2 separate regions of the Mus musculus genome follow, and region 1 is linked to region 2. A link is a contact called in public Hi-C data. All regions are on one chromosome and are shown on one strand. Each heading gives the region's core, a stretch centred on a gene start, on an enhancer-like site or on the middle of the called end of the contact. The rest is flanking DNA. Distances are from core to core; before and after follow the strand shown. Region 1 overlaps D130009I18Rik (RIKEN cDNA D130009I18 gene). Region 2 holds the start of Pou4f1 (POU domain, class 4, transcription factor 1).

What was found. Hi-C and Micro-C count contacts between places; a contact is called where the count stands out from the background.
Region 1: a contact with region 2 is called in a Hi-C map of myocytes, with 1.9 times the contacts expected there. The contact joins the enhancer-like site here to the promoter of Pou4f1 in region 2. A contact is called at or near these places in 2 of 39 promoter capture datasets (embryonic stem cells and frontonasal cranial neural crest), 6 of 484 Hi-C or Micro-C datasets (embryonic fibroblasts, embryonic stem cells, lens fibers and 3 more) and 10 of 115 datasets of contacts at active chromatin or transcription factors (bone marrow-derived macrophages, craniofacial prominence, embryonic basal ganglia and 7 more).

The regions. Positions count from the first base shown.
Region 1 is chr14:104,793,856-104,799,559 of GRCm38.p6, reverse strand. The region is part of intron 2 of D130009I18Rik (RIKEN cDNA D130009I18 gene); the gene reads right to left. Among named protein-coding and RNA genes, the nearest start is that of D130009I18Rik, 160 kb to the right of the region's middle. Within about 2 kb of position 2,964, at least 16 of the 459 cell types and tissues checked have an H3K27ac peak or open chromatin away from gene starts, as enhancers often do. A contact at or near this core is called in myocytes and neural tube, where this site is marked.
Region 2 is chr14:104,463,873-104,469,712 of GRCm38.p6, reverse strand. It overlaps Pou4f1 (POU domain, class 4, transcription factor 1), which reads left to right and starts at 1,714. Exons shown (of 3, transcript NM_011143.4): 1 at 1,714-2,102; 2 at 2,842-4,028; 3 at 5,169-5,840. The coding sequence starts at 1,980. The coding sequence ends at 3,984.

The DNA.
Region 1 (5,704 bases), core at 1,715-4,214, 330 kb before region 2:
AAAGGTAAAACGGTGACTGGGCTATTTAAGGGAGGAGCTTGGGCCCCCAGGGCCTTTCTAGAACCTTTGTTTTGGCAGAAGGAGTGGCTGGAAGGTGCAAAGGAAACAGGAAGGGTTGCCACACTTCATTCAGAGTGCTCCAGAGACAGGCTCACTGTCTAGAGAGGTGGTACCCAGGTTTTATAGCATCCATGGGTACCACTAGGGATAAATCCAGGTGGAGGATATTATGAAAATAGATTAAGAATCAGAGTACAAAGTGATGAGGCTCACTTACCTACAACTCTCTCCTCCTCTGCAAATATCCTGGTTTGTGCTTCTCTCTCTCTCTCTCTCTCTCTCTCTCTCTGCCTTTCTCTCTCTCTGCCTCTCTCTGTCTGTCTGTCTGTCTGTCTGTCTCTGCCCCCTCTCTCTGCCTCTTTGCCTCTCTCTCTGTCTCTCTCTGTCTCTCTCTGACTCTCTGTCTCTCTGTCTCTCTCTCTCTTGTGCCTATGTCTGGCTACTTTTTCAAGGCTCCACACTTAAGCTTCTGGTTGCCCACTGGTTTCAGGTCTTCAGCAAAAAAATTCTCCGAGGATTTTCAGTTTTACACAATTACTATGTGTCATAGCTGTAACTGATTCCTTAATAGTAACTCAAGCCCCATCTTTAATTATTAGCTGAGTGTCCAGCGGTATTTTGGGCACAGGGGTAAAGAAAGGAGGTAGAAAGTAAACAAGGGCACCAGTCATTATCACAAGCTGGCATCAGTCATTATCACAAGCTGGCATCAGTCATTTAGAGGTGGGGCCGAGATGGAGGCAGCTTCCAAGGAAAACTGAGGGAGGATGGGCGTTAGTTAGAACCGTCTAAAAATGATGGAAAAGAGCCAGGCATGGTGATGCACGCCTTTAAACCCAGCACTCAGGAGGCAGAGGCAGATGGATTTCTGAGTTCGAGGCCAGCCTGGTCTACAAAGTGAGTTCCAGGACAGCCAAGGCTACACAGAGAAACCCTGTCTCGAAAAACTTTAAAAAAAAAAATGGAAAAGAAGAAGAAAAGAGACCTGCTTCTGGACTTACCTTGGGTCTTAGAAAGTCATACAAGATATGCACCATCTTGTTCTTGCTTGTTACTTTGGGCAGTGGAGGGCTCACCAGAGACCTTCCTGGGACGCAGGGATGGAAGGCTGGGAATGAAGGTCAGTGGAGGGACAGGAAGGAAGCATATCTGTTTTAATTTGAACCTCTTTTGTCTAACACATAGGAGAATTTGATACTTTTGGCCGTAGATTTGAGCTTCATTGTGTGTGTGGGGGGGGGGTGGGGGGGTTGTGACTGGCACCTTCTGTGTTAGCATCTCTCAGGGCAACTGCGTGTTTCTGCATTAAATTTGTCTGTACAACTATTTAGCCTCACTGCACCAGGCATTCTGTGAAGGAAGGGGTTCTTGTATATTTGTTGTTTGTGGTCTGAGAACTCAACATCATTTCTGGGGTATGAGAGTATTTCAAAAATTATATATATTTAAAAATACTTTTGTGAGTACTTGGAGAGCTTCACATGATATATTTGTTTATACTCACTCCTAATTCCTACTCCCCCCCCCCCAGGCCTGCTCCCCCTTCCCCCTCCCCCTGAAATGCCATGTGAGTACAGGAAGTAGTCCCCCACTAGGTAGCTTTGGATGAATGACTATTTGCCAGACCACAGTGTTTGCGTTACCTTTGTCCTACATTTTGCTGAAAGTTTCAGGTCAAATGAGAAATAACCTAAGTGAGGGGCACGTAGAAAGGGATTTTAAACATCATTCATCCTTGGGTAATACAGTAAGAAAATTATAACTGAAAGACACAAGAAGACAAAATATAGAGTTACTTACAAGAATACAATTCAAGTGTTAAGACTTGCATAAACTAGTAGCTACCATTTGCTAGAGGCCTTTAATTTTCATAGATGCCACGATCAAAGGTATGCCTACATATATGAACCTTAATTTAAAAAAAAATAAAAACAGTCTTATTAGGCATGAAGCGTTATCTTTTCATGCTGTGGGGAATAAGACAACAGAAGCTTGGAGACAATGTATTTTTCTAGGCATCACATAGGTAGAGGCCTATGTGTGGGTTAAGAACTGGACTCTTTGTTACTGTGTTTTCTGCCTTTGAGTGGGACTTTGAGATAAACCTTTTGATGATGTAGTGCAGGCTTTAACCAAGTCCCCACTCTATCTTTTAGGAACTTCAGTTTTACTCTATAAAACCCACCGTGCCAACAATGGAAGGGAATGTGGTTCAGTTGATAATGTGTTCGCCACAAAAACGTGAAGATTTGGGTCCCCAGAACCTACATCAAGTGCTGGGCATGGTGCACACATCTGCAGTCCCAGCACGGAGGAGGTCACTCCTATTATCTAATATCAGCGGGGAGATTTTGTTGTTTAGATGCCAAAATCTAAACGAAGGCATTTCCACTGGCCTGTGATCCTTCCTTATTTTCAAACACGTTGGTACTACAGTGCAGAAACCAAAGCAAAGGAAAACACAATAGCAACATTTTAAACGTAAGTACAAAATAGCAAGGAACAGCGCTGAAGGGCCTTTCCTGTAAGAAAGTCCAACAGGAAAGCTGGGTGCGAAGCTTAGAATTCTAGCACTTAATTGGCTGAGCTCAGTGGGAGGAATTTTCATGAGTTCCAAGACAACTTGGGCTATGCGGTGAGTTTCAGCCAAACAGAGCTACAGAATAAGATCCTGTCTCACAATCAAAACCACACAACCAACCAACGGACGTCTAATGACCAGACCCTGTCGCAAGGAGGCAGGAGAAGAAATGCCTTTGGATCAAGGAGCACTATGCATCCAAGGTAACCCCACTGCCTCCCCATGGCCATTAGCGCTTTTTTCTCGTCCCTGCTTGCTCGCTCTCTGACAGCCAGCTTGCTTCATTTATTTCCCATGTTCCGGAAACCTTTGATGAGGTGGCCAGCACTGAGTCAGCGAGCTGGACTTTCACTTGGGCCCCGTTCTCAGCAGCTGCTGAAGCGCTCCACTTGCCTACAGCGATGTGCCAGCTGTCTCCGACTGCATCGCACCACAGTAATGCGAACAACTGGAAGCAATAATGTGTCTCCCCATTTGCCTAACAATCCCAACATGGACAATAACTCAGAAGACTGAAGATTTGTGCTGTAATTTAATAAACCCCACGCACATTTCTACAATTGAGCATCACATCTGCGCAATGGATCCTGGAAGTATAATATTCTTTTATAAGGGACCATTAACCAATCTTAAGTTTATAGGTTTCCTTAAATCTTTTTCATCAGCTGTTAAACTACAGTAAAGAGAAAATTGCCTCTTATGAGCACAAGGGATAGTAAAATACAAAGACTGTGATTAAACGTCAATCAATTAAGGATGATAATATAATAAAATGCTGACTGATGATTAAGATGAGGGCTTTCTAGGAGAATTTTATAAGCAATATTATGATTTTTTTAAAAATGTACTAGAATAAACTTCAATTAGATTAGTTTATACATGAGCCGTTGATCCATTTTTTTTTTTTACATTAAAAAAGGAAACAAGAATTATTCCTCAGGTACAGAGATCCCAAAATTGGCATTGAATCTCTGTACTAAGAGGTGGTTTTTTTTCAGCTTCTTGTTTTTACTATTCCCCAGTCTAGAAAATTTTAAATTTGTTTCTGAGCAGAATAAATAATGACATTTCATTTCAGGTAGTTTCGCAGCAACATGTGCAGCTGGGTCACAGTTTATGAAAATGGATTGTGTAGTAAAAACATCAAACAAACAAACAAACAAGCCTTCCTGTGAGACTGAGGTGACAAAGCGCTGACTGGGCCTTAGAGCCCTGCAAGCTCTCATCAAACAGCCATCTGAGCCTTCTGGAAGTGAACGCTAGCAGGATGCTCTTCTGTGAGGGTCAAGGCAGTTTCTGCCCAGGAAGAGTAGCAAGCATTTCATCTCTGGGTGGGGGCACGTGAGGGTGGAAGGTTCTCTGTGGTAAGATATAAACATGTGCCCATGTTGTGTGCACACACACAGTTATACACACACACACACACACACACACACACACACACACACACACACAGTTACACACACACACACACACACACACGAACACGCGCACACACACACGCACAGGACGCGTCTGCTTTGAGCAAGAGTTATGTTGTAGTATCTAAGCTAATTACAGTGTGTTTAACATCCTAGCAAGGGCCAGGCTGAGAAAATTGAGAATGGCCTTTCCCACTTTTTTTTTTCCTTGCTGACATAATTTTTCTTCCAAGAGTTCCCCCAGCCCCATATTTTTTTGGCCAATATTCTTGTCAAGAGTATCTCCACCTTTGCCCATGCTGAGTGGCTCCTCGTTCAGGTTTTTCCTCCCACATTGCCTTCCCTAAATAATCTTCTTGCTCTGACGCTTGTACCTGGTCCCTCCAGAGATGCCAGGGCATTCAGACTCCTGCCAGTTTACAGGGAGCATTTGAAGCTTGTTGCAACAGCTGGCTTATATGAGCCTTGAAGGAAAAGCGAGCTTACATCCTGGCAGCCCATTGAATTACTAAAGCATCTGGCAAAGTTAGCAGAGAGCAAAAGGCACAGGTAACTCATGGCCCTGCTAGGAACTGCTGGAGGAGACACACATGCAATACAGTGGCAGCAACATAATTAATTAATGAGTCCCAGTGAAGCCTGGCTTCTGCCCTTATCACTCTATGGAAGCCACTGCAGTGAAGGTAACCAGTGGCCTTCTAATTACCCAATTCAATGGATGCTTTCCAGTCAATGTGTTTTTAGGCGGCTCTGCTAGATTTGGCAGAACAGTTGAGTGAAAGGCAGAAAATCACATACCCACAAAATTGCAAAGCTAGAATGTAAAACAGGTTTATTTAACCCCAAATTCAGGATCTGGGCGTCGAACTAGATAGTCTTTCATTGTTTCACTGAATATACAGAAAGGGCTAATGGGAAGCAAAGCATGGGTCATCAGGACTGGGAGATGGCTCCATCAGTACAGAACTTCCCAGGCAAGAATACAGACCTGAGTTCTGAACCCTAGCACACACTGAAAGCCAAACACTGTGGTGTGCACTTGGAATCCCAGCACTGGGGTGGGGGTGGGGGCACGTGGGGGTGGAAGGTTCTCTGTGGTAAGATATAAACATGTGCCCATGTTGTGTGCACACACACACACACACACACACACACACACACACACACCCTGAGTATATGCTTTGGATGGGTTGGCTGGGCCATACGACCGTTATCTTTCCAGGTTTCAAGAAACCTTTGCACTGCTTGTCCTCCAAGCTACACACATGAATTCCTTTGCTCTATGCATACCAGCAGCGCTTGGCATCTGTATTCCGGATGATGGCCATTTTTAAAATGAGCGGTTCATTTTCTTAATGTTTATCTTTCTGAATTCTTTATATATTCCAGATACTCACCATCCATGAGGTAGATAGCTGGAAGAGATTGTTTTCCCATTCTGTGGGCTGCCTAGGCACCCACTTCAAAGTTTCCTTTGCTGTACAGAAACTTTTTACATTCATGAGATCTGGTCTGTGATTGTGTTTGCGTGTGTCTGTGTATGTGTGCATATGTGTACCTGTGCGCACACATGATGAATGAGGCTGTTTCCCTGACTGGACTCTTCAGTATGTTTGTCATTGATGCTAGGAAGGCTACTGTG
Region 2 (5,840 bases), core at 465-2,964:
GGAGGGGTTGGGAGGGCAGAAAGGAAAGAGAAGAAAGAAAAGCCAGTGATGTCTGTGGGCTCTTCTTGGAATCTGAATAAACTCGTGGGTGTCCTGAAGATATACACTCTCTAAAGCAAAGGAAAAATACAAATCTGCTGGACCAAAGATTTGGGTTTGCAGAAATGAGATCTCCTCTTTGGTGGAAATGCAGACCTTCTTGTTGTGCGAGTGACCTGAAAGATTATGTATCTGATCTCTGCTTCCCATAAGCAGTTTCTTGTCTCTCTCAGGCTCTCTAGCCAGCAGATGTGATAACATCTGGACCGTTATTATCACCCTAGGCAAGGACTGTATCCTTAGGGACTTAGGCACCCAAGCTGAGGCTCCCCAGAGAGGCCCTTGATCTGCTGCTACATGAGGGTAATATAACAGGTTCATTAATTTATTTCTTCTTCATAGGTCTTCATTTCACAGTTGTTGTTGTTACTATTATTGAAGGCTGGACTAGATAGCATACCAGTTCCTTCTATCTGATTTGAATTTACATTTTGAATTACAATCTATAGATTAGCTTCATTCTGTATCCCAGGTAAGAAAAATACTGTAAGCAGGCAGATATAAAAAGCAAGGGTCCAAAGCGATGTGAAAGAAAGTTCTCTTTTCAACATCTTATTCCCTTTTCTCTGAAGTGGATTTCTTTTCCTGGAGTTTCCAGGGGGGAAAAAAGTGTGTGTGTGTGTGTGTGTGTGTGTGTGTCTCACTGGAGAGGAAAAGATAAAGATCTCGGCTACACCCTGTTTACTATTTTTCCTTTTTGATGACTCAAAGCCTCAGATCACCTAGAGCTCCTTTGAAATGTGAGTTTGTACACGGTTAAAGGAGACAAACAATAAGAGAAATGCACAATTTCATTTCAACAGCTTTTCCCGAGTAGAAAGCACACACTCCTTACTGCTCCTAAGTGACTGTCACTGGTGGTGCCTGACACAGTTATATTCACAACAACAAAGTATGCAGAGAAATTAAATTACGTGGAAATCAATAGCGTCTGACTGCTTCAAACAACTGTCTGTCATGGCTATTATTCTCCGGGAGCCTATTTATAAACCATGAAAGAAACAGGTTCTTGCAGCATAAAGACAGCATCATCCACAGCGCATTTCTGTGTTGCTATTTTTCTCCATATACAGAGGAATGCACGGGCATAATTTAACATACAAATGCCTCTCTGTATACATTATATAACAGCTTGTTAGGCACCGGGTAGTGGAGGTGTGCCTAAATAATGCGCATATATTCTGGGAGGAAAACACACCCGAGAGGAGTGCTTGCATCCTGGCTTTCTTCCTCCAAAAGGTTCCTACCCTTCAACAATAACGGGCCCTTTTTGATCTTTGCAGACCGGCGGAGGCAAGGTGGGACCTGCAGCGCGCATGCCTGGCCAGCTACAGGTGCATCACCTGCCTTGTCCTTGCTGGTGGTCACTATAAGAGCGGCTCCCACGCGCCGCCGCCGGTCGCGGCTCGACGAGCGCGCGCGCGCCCGCCCGCCCGCTCGCTCGCCCAAGCACGGCGCCGCGGCCGCGGGGAGGGCGCGCGCCAGACAGACGGAGACAGCTGCTGTCTGTCAGCGCGGCGGGGCCCGCGAGCTCTCGCGAGAGCTGCCCGGGCCGGCCGCGAGAAGTGGGGCTCAGGTGTAAGAGGAGCGCAGCCCGTCGGCGCGCCGGGGCTAGAGCTCTCGGAGAAGCGGGATCGCGGGACCTGCGCGCGGGCCGGCGGGCGGGCGCTCTGCGCGGTCGGTCCGAGGCAGCGGGCTGCGCTCGCCGGCGCAGCAGCGGCAGCAGCAGCAGCAGCAGCCCCCGCGGCGAGCCTCCGAGCGGAGCCGCCGAGCAGTGCGAGCGAGCGCAGCCTCGGGACGGAGGCCGGGCGAGCCGGCGTGCGCACTTTGCCGCGGACTTTGCGAGTGTTTTGTGGATTTTTACATGCCAAGGCGCCAAGATGATGTCCATGAACAGCAAGCAGCCTCACTTTGCCATGCATCCCACCCTCCCTGAGCACAAGTACCCGTCGCTGCACTCCAGCTCCGAGGCCATCCGGCGGGCCTGCCTGCCCACGCCGCCGGTAAGCGCCCCACGCCCGCGGCCCCGGTCCCGGCCCGCGCGCTCGCCCCCTCCCCCGCTCCGCGCCGCTGCCTGGCGGCAGCTGCCCCGGGCGGCTCCGGGCCCCGCTCCCGCGGGCGGGACTGCTCTTAGAGGGATCCCGCTGCCAGGCACGCGTGGCCCGGGGCCGCTGGAGGCCCGGGTCCCATCCGCCTGTGCCTCTGTCCAGCGCCTGCCATCCGCGGGGAGCTCTCGGGCCGCGGCTGTCGACTTGGCTCCACTTTGTCGGTTAATTTTACGCCTGCACAAGGCGATCTCTGCTCGCTCGCTCGCTCGCTCGCTCGCTCGCTCGCTTTCTCGTTCGGGTGTGTGGCACGGGTCCTTAGCTTCGAGTGACATCTCCATTTCTTCTTTTTCTTCTTCTTTTCGCTCTTTTTTGTCGTCTCCCACTGTCTTCCCCGGAATGTGTTTCCGTGTGCGTCCCCTTCTACCCTTCCCTGGCCCTGTGCCTCTCCCCTTCTATTTCCCCCACCCCGGCATGTTCTCAAATCGTCCCCCGGTCCTCCGTTGACCCTGCTCTTCCCACCCCCCGTTGTTATTTTGGTCGCTTTGTGTTTTGCCTTTTGCCCGTGCTTTCCTGCTTGTGTGTTTGTTTTGTGGTTTCTTTGGTGTTTGTCCCCCCTTTTTTCTTTTTTTTTCTTTTTCTTTCTTCTTTTTTTTTTCTTTCCTTTTCTTTTTGGTTTGGTTTGTGTCGCCTGCAGCTGCAGAGCAACCTCTTCGCCAGCCTGGACGAGACGCTGCTGGCGCGGGCCGAGGCGCTGGCGGCCGTGGACATCGCGGTGTCCCAGGGCAAGAGCCACCCTTTCAAGCCGGACGCCACGTACCACACGATGAATAGCGTGCCCTGCACGTCCACGTCCACCGTGCCGCTGGCGCACCACCACCACCACCACCACCACCACCAGGCGCTCGAGCCCGGTGACCTGCTGGACCACATCTCGTCGCCGTCGCTCGCGCTCATGGCCGGCGCAGGGGGCGCAGGCGCGGCGGGAGGCGGCGGCGGCGCCCACGACGGCCCCGGGGGCGGAGGCGGACCGGGGGGCGGCGGTGGCCCGGGCGGCGGCGGCCCCGGGGGTGGCGGCGGCGGCGGCGGCCCGGGGGGCGGCGGCGGCGGCCCGGGCGGCGGGCTCTTGGGCGGCTCGGCGCATCCGCACCCGCACATGCACGGCCTGGGCCACCTGTCGCACCCCGCGGCGGCGGCGGCCATGAACATGCCGTCCGGGCTGCCGCATCCCGGGCTCGTGGCCGCGGCGGCGCACCACGGCGCGGCGGCGGCAGCGGCGGCGGCGGCGGCGGGGCAGGTGGCGGCGGCGTCGGCCGCGGCGGCGGTGGTGGGCGCGGCGGGCCTGGCGTCCATCTGCGACTCGGACACGGACCCGCGCGAGCTCGAGGCGTTCGCCGAGCGCTTCAAGCAGCGGCGCATCAAGCTGGGCGTGACGCAGGCCGACGTGGGCTCGGCGCTGGCCAACCTCAAGATCCCGGGCGTGGGCTCGCTCAGCCAGAGCACCATCTGCAGGTTCGAGTCGCTCACGCTCTCGCACAACAACATGATCGCGCTCAAGCCCATCCTGCAGGCGTGGCTGGAGGAGGCCGAGGGCGCGCAGCGTGAGAAAATGAACAAGCCGGAGCTCTTCAACGGCGGCGAGAAGAAGCGCAAGCGGACTTCCATCGCCGCGCCCGAGAAGCGCTCCCTCGAGGCCTATTTTGCCGTACAACCCCGGCCCTCGTCTGAGAAGATCGCCGCCATCGCCGAGAAACTGGACCTCAAAAAGAACGTGGTGCGGGTGTGGTTTTGCAACCAGAGACAGAAGCAGAAGCGGATGAAATTCTCTGCCACTTACTGAGGAGGGTGTGAGACGCCGGGTGGGGCACACTGGGGAGCTGAGGGGTGCGTTTCTGGGGCTCCCTCTGGCCCACTTCCCCTCATTTAGACTGTCCGTTATCCTGCCTGCATTTGGGGAGTTCCTTTTCTTGCCCTTCCCTCAGCTCCACTCTGCACCCGGCCCTAGCTGTCCCCCAGCCTAGAGAACAGGGGTGTGGGTGTGGAGAAAGTTTGGGATGGCAGGAGAGAATGGGGGACGTTTAGGTGAGCAGGGCCTGGGGGGTGGGGGAGAAACGCAAAGACTGGAGCTGGGGGGGTTTCGAGAAGCAGGATGGTTCTGGGGAGCAGGGTGGGAGGGAAAGATGGGTGAAGAACTGGGGATCTTGACCAGAGACACTTACAAAATCATCTGGGGACCAAGGAACTATGTACAAAGATAAAACTACCAACCATCACCAAAAACAAAACATAAAACACTAGACAAATAAGGGGGGGGGCAAAGATGCTTTAGGAACTTAACTCCTGGGAGCAGTATTCTGCAGCCTCGTTTACCCCCAAGGAAGAGAAAGCAGCAGTACCATTACTACCACCGCCCCAACTTCCCAAGCACAAGTGAGTCACATAGGAAATCTATCAGCCTGCACCTTGAGCTTCCGGGCAGAAAGCTAGTCCTGTGTTTAACTTTCCCTTCTAAAGTCTCACACCTGCACCCTCTTTGGTTTATTTCCTCTCTTCCAAAGAGACTCCAGGCTTGGCTTCCACTCAGCATCTGGAGCTTAGCTTACATGCGCTTGGGGAGGCTGCCTGGTCATTCACACCGAATCTTCATTTCCCAGGAGCCAATGGCCTCAGTCTTGTGGTCTTGGTCAGGTCTTGAGGCAATGAGAACTCAAAAGACAGAAATTAGGTTCTCCGAAAAAAAAAAAGAATTTATTCTGGGATAATTAAATGACCATACCTACAGTAGGGTTTTACTTTTATAATTTTCTTCATGGATCCATGAACAAATTATCTGACAGTGTCCCCCCCCCCCCATCCTACTTCTAGAACTTTAGAGTGCCCTCTGTTTTTTTTTTTTTTTTTTTTTTTAGTTCGGATTCAAACTCTGCCATCGCACTTATTAAGAGAGGGTGGGAGATCTTAGGGAAGAAACTTGCTTCCGTTTCCACTTCTCTCCACTGAATACAGCCCATCTCGCTCTTCTAGGTCCCTGTCTCCCTCCTTTGGAGAACCGTGAAGTTGTTGAAAAGCTGAGAAGTTTCTGCTCTCATTTGGGGGCAGGAGTCCCATGTAAGAAAAATCACCTAAAATCCCAGAAGAAAGGAAGAGATTTAAAGATTTAAAGCCCCTCCCACCTTGTTCGTTTCAAATAGGTCTGCACTTACCTGGGGGAAGGGGAACAGTGTTTCCCTGTTGTTGTTGTTGTTCTTGTTGTTGTTATTCAAGGATCATTTATTACCGGGGATAAATGTTGAGTCACAAAAACTTCAATTTGCACTATGAGTTTCCAAAATAGAAAATCATGTGTGATATTTCATACTAATAATCCAAGCTGCTGACGGATTTTAAGGAAAAATTTTTTGAGAAAGACAGTTTGAGAAAGAAAGAGAGAGAGAGAGAAATGTGGTTTAGTGAAATGCCTGCTTTGTTGTGTAGAAGATCCCCTTTGGATCTCATGTGGAGATGGTCTGTTACTATCATTTAACCATAACTAAAGATGAAAACGGAAGAGATAAGGGGGGAAGCACTGTTTAACAAGACTGAAATCATGCATGGCTCGAAAGGTGCAGAAAGAAATGTGATTAGGTCTCACTCTGGGTAGGCGTTGTTATTTATTTAATTATGTTGTATGTCATTGTTTGCAGCACAAAACATTCT